2 separate regions of the Rattus norvegicus genome follow, and region 1 is linked to region 2. A link is a contact called in public Hi-C data. All regions are on one chromosome and are shown on one strand. Each heading gives the region's core, a stretch centred on a gene start, on an enhancer-like site or on the middle of the called end of the contact. The rest is flanking DNA. Distances are from core to core; before and after follow the strand shown.

Evidence for each region. Hi-C and Micro-C count contacts between places; a contact is called where the count stands out from the background.
Region 1: a contact with region 2 is called in a Hi-C map of frontal cortex, with 2.7 times the contacts expected there. The contact joins the promoter of Epha4 here to the enhancer-like site in region 2. A contact is called at or near these places in 5 of 12 Hi-C or Micro-C datasets (the A7r5 cell line, Schwann cells, frontal cortex and 2 more).

What each region holds. Positions count from the first base shown.
Region 1 is chr9:86,405,153-86,408,165 of GRCr8, forward strand. Epha4 (Eph receptor A4) reads right to left here and starts at 1,545. Exons shown (of 18, transcript NM_001162411.1): 1 at 1,399-1,545. The coding sequence starts at 1,489.
Region 2 is chr9:86,304,580-86,307,624 of GRCr8, forward strand. The region is part of intron 5 of Epha4 (Eph receptor A4); the gene reads right to left. Among named protein-coding and RNA genes, the nearest start is that of Epha4, 100 kb to the right of the region's middle. Within about 2 kb of position 1,737, at least 11 of the 93 cell types and tissues checked have an H3K27ac peak or open chromatin away from gene starts, as enhancers often do. A contact at or near this core is called in the A7r5 cell line, Schwann cells and prefrontal cortex, where this site is marked.

The DNA.
Region 1 (3,013 bases), core at 295-2,794, 100 kb after region 2:
TCTTCTACCCCCACTTTCCCCTCCTCCACCCCTGCAGTGCCTATGGGCAGGTGTATGACAGTGTCCAAACCTCTGCCCGGAGAGCTCCGGGTACCCTCTGCCTAGCCAAGCCTAAGTTGGTTTTTGGCTCCCTCCTTCGGAACAGAAAAAATGATAGTGGATTGCACAGAAATAGCTAGATGGACTGATGCCTGGGGAGACGGAGGATGGATGGATGGATGGATGGATGGATGGATGGATGGATGGATGGATGGAGTGGGAAGAATCGATAAGACAGATGCACAGCTAATGCGTATAGGTTGGAACACGAACAGAGGCCCGGGCCCACGTTCACACCCTGCGCACTCGCTTACCCGGCACAAATAGTCCAGGTTCATGCAGACACCCGCACCAGGCACACATTTACCCTCAAACACACACACACACACACACACACACACACACACACACACACACACACACACAGGAGGAGGAAGAGAGACAGAGACAGACAAAACAGAGAATGCTCTCTTCCCTCTAGGCCCATTAGAAACTAAATGGTCACCACCTCTCCCCTCACCTCGGACAGAAAAACAATCCTTCCAGCACGTCTCAATAGATAAACAGAAAACAGCACCAAGAAAGAGCGGGTCCGGTGGGTCATGCCAGTCCTTACAGACTAGTTCACACCATTCCAGAGAGAGAAGCTTAAAGTAGGGTATGTTTAACTCGCTGACTGCTCCTCTAGGTTTGCTGGATGATCTAAGGATCTGGGGTAGGGGAGAGGTAGGCCTGCGATTGCAACCTCTAGGTTGCGCGGCCCGATGGAGAAAAAGGTGTCTGAGGCCCGGTGCTAGAAATCAGGTCACCGGCGCCCGCAAGCGGCGCCACCACCGCTGCGCTGCGGAGACCAGGCAGCCAGGTCCCGGGAAGCGCAGCGCTGGGAAAACTTTGCAGAAACCCGGGCTCGCAAGGCTTGGACAAGAGGCCGGGCGCGCTAAGCCTTCACTGCTCATCTGCATTTCCCTTCTCGCTGGTGCTGCTGATGAAGAGGACTTTGTTCACACGTTATTTTTGTTTTGTTTTGTTTTGTTTTAAATCCTGGTGTATCCCCCTGGGGGCTCCTGAAGCCGGCCCTGCAGGCGGATGCTGATAAACTTTGGCCTTTCACTACAAACTTGGGCAGAGTGGCAGCTTGCATCGGTCACCCCTCTCAGTTCAGACTGCCCGATCTTCCTCGTTCCCCACTTAAGAGGATCCCCTCTGTCCCGCACCCTTCTCCGGAGTGGGAACGCGAGGCTCACGCCGCGCTCTCCCCCCCCCCGCCCCCCATCCTAACTGGTTCTGAGCTCCCGAACCATTCATCAGTGAATCACCCTCTCCGGGTCCCGGATCGCGTAAGGGCTGCCCGGCTCTTACCTTCATTCGCCGGGTATACCCTAGAACCGGTGACAGCGTCGCAAATTCCAAAGAGAAACGAAAAGAGGATGAAATAGAAAATCCCAGCCATGGTTCGCCGGTGCCAACGCTGCTCCTACCGCTTCTATCCCAGTGGAATAAATGCTTAAGTTAGGAGTGCAGCAGTCTGAAGACATTGCCAAGAGGGTGGGCCCGGCCCGTGACGTACACCCGCCAGTCCGGAGCTTGCGACCAATGGCAGAGCAGAACCGGCGCCACATCTCCACCCCCACTGTGCAGAGCCCACCCCCTGAGGTCCCGCCCCCTCCAGCCTCCGCAGGGCTCAAGGTCTCCGGAGGCTGGCTCCGTAGCTGTGATAGGTCTGTTCTCCCACCGGAGCTCCGGAACCTTGTCTCGATCCTCGGGGATCGATCCCTTGGACGGCAGAGGGAACTTCGAGAGACTCCGACAGGACGGCGGGGAAGGCCAGAAAATGATGGCAGTCCTCGCCGGACCCCAAATCCGGAGCTGGGCGAGGGAGAAAAGACTCCTGTTGAGATGAAATAAGTCTGAGGTTGACCTGCACCTTGGCTCTTGCCCCATGCTGAGGTCGTCGGGTCGCTGTACTGCCCACCCCAGCTCAGGTCTGGCGCTCTCTGCTGCACGCAGACACCCTCATTGCCCGGTTTTGTGTCTTTATGGCGCTCCGCCGTGGGAAATGCTTTGGGCTGGGGGACTTTCGTAGCTTGATTATTTCTTTCCTTCTTAGTTACCCAGCCAAGGAGTCCCAGTCCTCTCCAATGTCTCCCCAACGTAGCCACTTGTCCCCAATCTTTCTATCGCCGGGAAGTGACCCCTGGTCCGGGTGTTCACGTCGACTGACCCACTACCGGACTGCGAAGGGTGAAATCACCTCGCGACAGACCTAGCTGCCGGGAATTCACTGTGCGCTTTCCAGGGAGAGTCCCTGCAACCACGTCTAGCCATTCCGGGACACAAAGGTGTAGAAGGGAAGGGTGTACGAATGAGAACACCTGCTGCACAGAATGGGCACACGGAGGGTCGCAAGCTGCCTGGAGCAGCTAATGTGGCTCTGAGCTCCTACGTCTCCCCGGTGCTGATGGGTACAGTCTCTCAGGAGACCAAGATGAGAGGCTGTACCCGCAGAAACTTGTACCACAACCCCGCGTTGTTCTGGATGCCAACCATCGACTTCCCAGGGACGCACACACCATCAGGTCACAGTCGGTCCCTCCGATGCTCAGGCCACCGGGGAAGCCAGTTGAGCGCCGACCGCAGATATCAGCTCAGCTAGCTACCTGGGGAAACTGGGTGGCTGTTCCCCAGGCGTTTAAAGGGGTGGGATTCCAGAAGACCCACCTTCCGTGCTCCCCTCAAGCCGCCCCTCTTTTGGATCCCTCCCGGGCCAGATTTCCCTTCTCCAAGTCTGAGTCTCAGCCTGAGATCTAAGGCTTAGAGTGGAGGCACTTTGCAAACAGCGAGGGCAGAGGCTCTACGTGAGCCAACTGCGCCACCTGCCGGCCAGATGTGGCAGCGCGCGGGTCCCGAGCAAGGCAGACGGGACAAAGACCTCAGCCAGCCAGCCAGGTTGTCCAAGCCGAGCTACTAATTTATT
Region 2 (3,045 bases), core at 487-2,986:
GGTTTGGGGGCAATGGTGGAAGAGCAAAATCAGCCCTTCCAAGTCTAGAAGCCTGAATGAGCAGATGTCAAGGGTACATGGTCATTGTTTGGCCTGAAGATGACTTGGCCACAGCGCGGCGGCTAATTCCTTCCTCCTGCCCTGGAATCTGAATTTAAATACTTCAGGGCTCTCTTCCTAATAGGAAAACTGAATGCACAGTTTATAAATACCTCTGCTTTATTCAAACAGCATATTTAAATTTAATTACTTGCCGTTTTAAGGTGGGTTTTGTTCAGTCTTTCCTCTCTCAAGTCAACGCCACAGCTCTGATTTGCTTCATCTCAAAGGTTTGTGCATTTTAAAATGTTGTCAAGCACCAAAATGAAGTGCTTCGGAGCACTAATGATATCCTGGTGATTAAAGGTTTTACACCACAGAGAAGCTAAGAATGCTGGTGCTAACAGTCATGGCTTCCTTCCACATTCAAGGAGAGAGAAGAATTTCTCATGGACTCAGTAAGTATGTATGGCACAAGGACCTAACTCCTGAGCACCTCGGAGAGGCTACACACTCTGTTTTGTGTTTTTGTTTTGTTTTGTTTTGCTATTATTCTTATAGTATTTATCTACACTATTATTCTTATGGTATTTAAAAGCTTCAGACACACATGTTTGTAGCACATTCGATCAGTTAGATTACTTTTGCTATCCGCCCTCCCCCATCAAGTAAATTCCTTTAAAAACTCAAACGCAACTGCCCCAGGATCCCTGTGTGAGAACCTTACCCTAAGCCCTACAGCTCTTCCTTAAGTTGTTAAATTACGGCATCCCGTGAGCACGGTATCCTTTTGAGACAAAGCAGCTGGGCTTGGTGGTACACATCTGTAATCCAGCGGGCGGAGGCAAGAAGGTGATCCTGATTTCAGAACCATGCTGGGCTTAATAGTTTAAGATCAGACTGAGTTACAATGTGAGGCCTTGCCTCAAAAAAAAACTAAACAAAGGAAACAAACAGACAAAACCCCACAACAACCACCCCAAATTGGAGGGGAGAAAAAAAAAAGACAAACTAAACAAAAGGTACAGAAAACCAAAAGTTGTATCATCTGCTGTTTGTCACATTGACAAAAAACACACAGCTTGATTTTCAGCCAAAATCTTCAGAAGAGTCTGAATTAAATGACATCTATTTACATTTAAATACGGATGGATCCATATGGATTAATTTTAAAACTTTGAAACACAGGACGATTGCATCTTTCCCAGACAGTGATTTTTTTTAGAGGGAAGTGCAGCATGTATTTTCAACAAATACTACAACGCAGGCAGGGCATGCGAATGTTTACTGAAGGGTACGGCTGGGCTGTCACCCGGTCTTTATTTTTGGCTTAATGTGGAATCAAAGCTTTAATACAGTTGCCTTTCCTCCCACCCCCACTGCCAAGAGGTAGACAGCAAATTATTTTCAACTCTTTACGGAAAGTCATCTATAAAACTTGGAACAATAGGATGTGATGTTTTTAACTTTCGTTTAAAGGGCTTGTGTGCTGCGGTGGGAGGTAGCAGGACCCTCTCCATTTACTTACTGTCCAGAGATGTGAGTTCCCTTTATCCTAATAGCTGTTTCAAAGATGGAGCTGCCCAGCCAAAAAAACCACATTCCTAGACTCCCTTTGTATCCAATGACGATCATATGACTGAGTCTGGGACTATGGAATTTGGTTGAAGTAATTACTTATTTTCTAGACTCGCTCATGAATATCCCCCTTGTGACTCTCCATTCTCTCTCATCTGTAATCTGCCAACTGGAGGTTGATGCCAACCTCGGCCTCTCCTGGAGGCCCTGATGCCAGCTCTCCCCACCAACTGAATGTGACTTCAGCAAGAAATTATGTTTCATTGCAGTAACCCACTTGTGGGTGTTGAGGGCTACAGCAGGTGCCCATTGGAGCAAAGTGGGGCCATTTAGCCGGAAAAAAAAAAAAGACATTTTCATAACAATGAACTCAAATGAAGTGTAGTGTACTGTGGCCAACTAAAGATTGATCTGTGGTCTGAAGTTGCCAGAATGGTGTCCAGGTTCCTTCCAGTTCCTGGCTATGGATGACGGACAGATCCCCACTCATTTGTGAAGAACTGGAGCATGTTACCCTGAGGTGAGCAGGGCCAGAGGCAGAAGTTGAGGCTCTGCGGGGACACATGAGCCTTCTTCCAACAGTAGGCTCGGCAAAGTAAGCTCATCAAAATGACAAAATACTGGGCCAAGGGATTTGGCTGAGCCTGTATCCATATGAGATAGAGAGGAGAGTAGGGTTGGGTTAGCTTTTCTCTTCAGAAATAGAGATAATTTCGTCTCTGTTGCATAATTAGCAGCACACAGTTGAAGATGTGGATCCATGTGGGTCAGAGCTGGTCACAGAAATGAGAAGGGAGCTGTCCACCCTCACTGTACACACACACACACACACACACACACACACACACACACACACACACACACACACGCAGCACCCTTCTACTCTTAACTACTCCTTGTAGTAGCTATAATTATCACTCTTGTGTTTCAAATTCAGGAATTTCAGCATAGAGAAATTAAATAATTTGACCAAAGCTATAAGAGTTAAAAATCCAAGTACACCTGACTCAAAGGATCTTTTCTCCACACCACATGTCTGTAGTGACACACACACACACGATGAACCCACATTAGGCAGCAGTGATGTACCAAGCCTTATTCAAAATCTCTTGTAGGAATTAATTCCCACCAACTTCCTGAAGCAAGCACTATTATTATCCCATCTTATAGATGAGGAGACAAAGTAGTGTAGCTTCCTTAAGATAATTCTGTAACTGGTGAATTTCAGAGCCATATGCTAGCACCCACTTCTCACCCACTGGTCTATAGAAAGCTGCACATCTTCTTTCTTTCTGTTAGGATTTGAATGGGAACTGTACCCCCACAGGCTCATGGGAACATTTGCTCCCCAGTGGTGGTACCAATTTGGGAGTGTTATAGAAACTTTATTATGGAGGCCAAGCTAGCAGAAGTGGGTTTCTGGGGGCA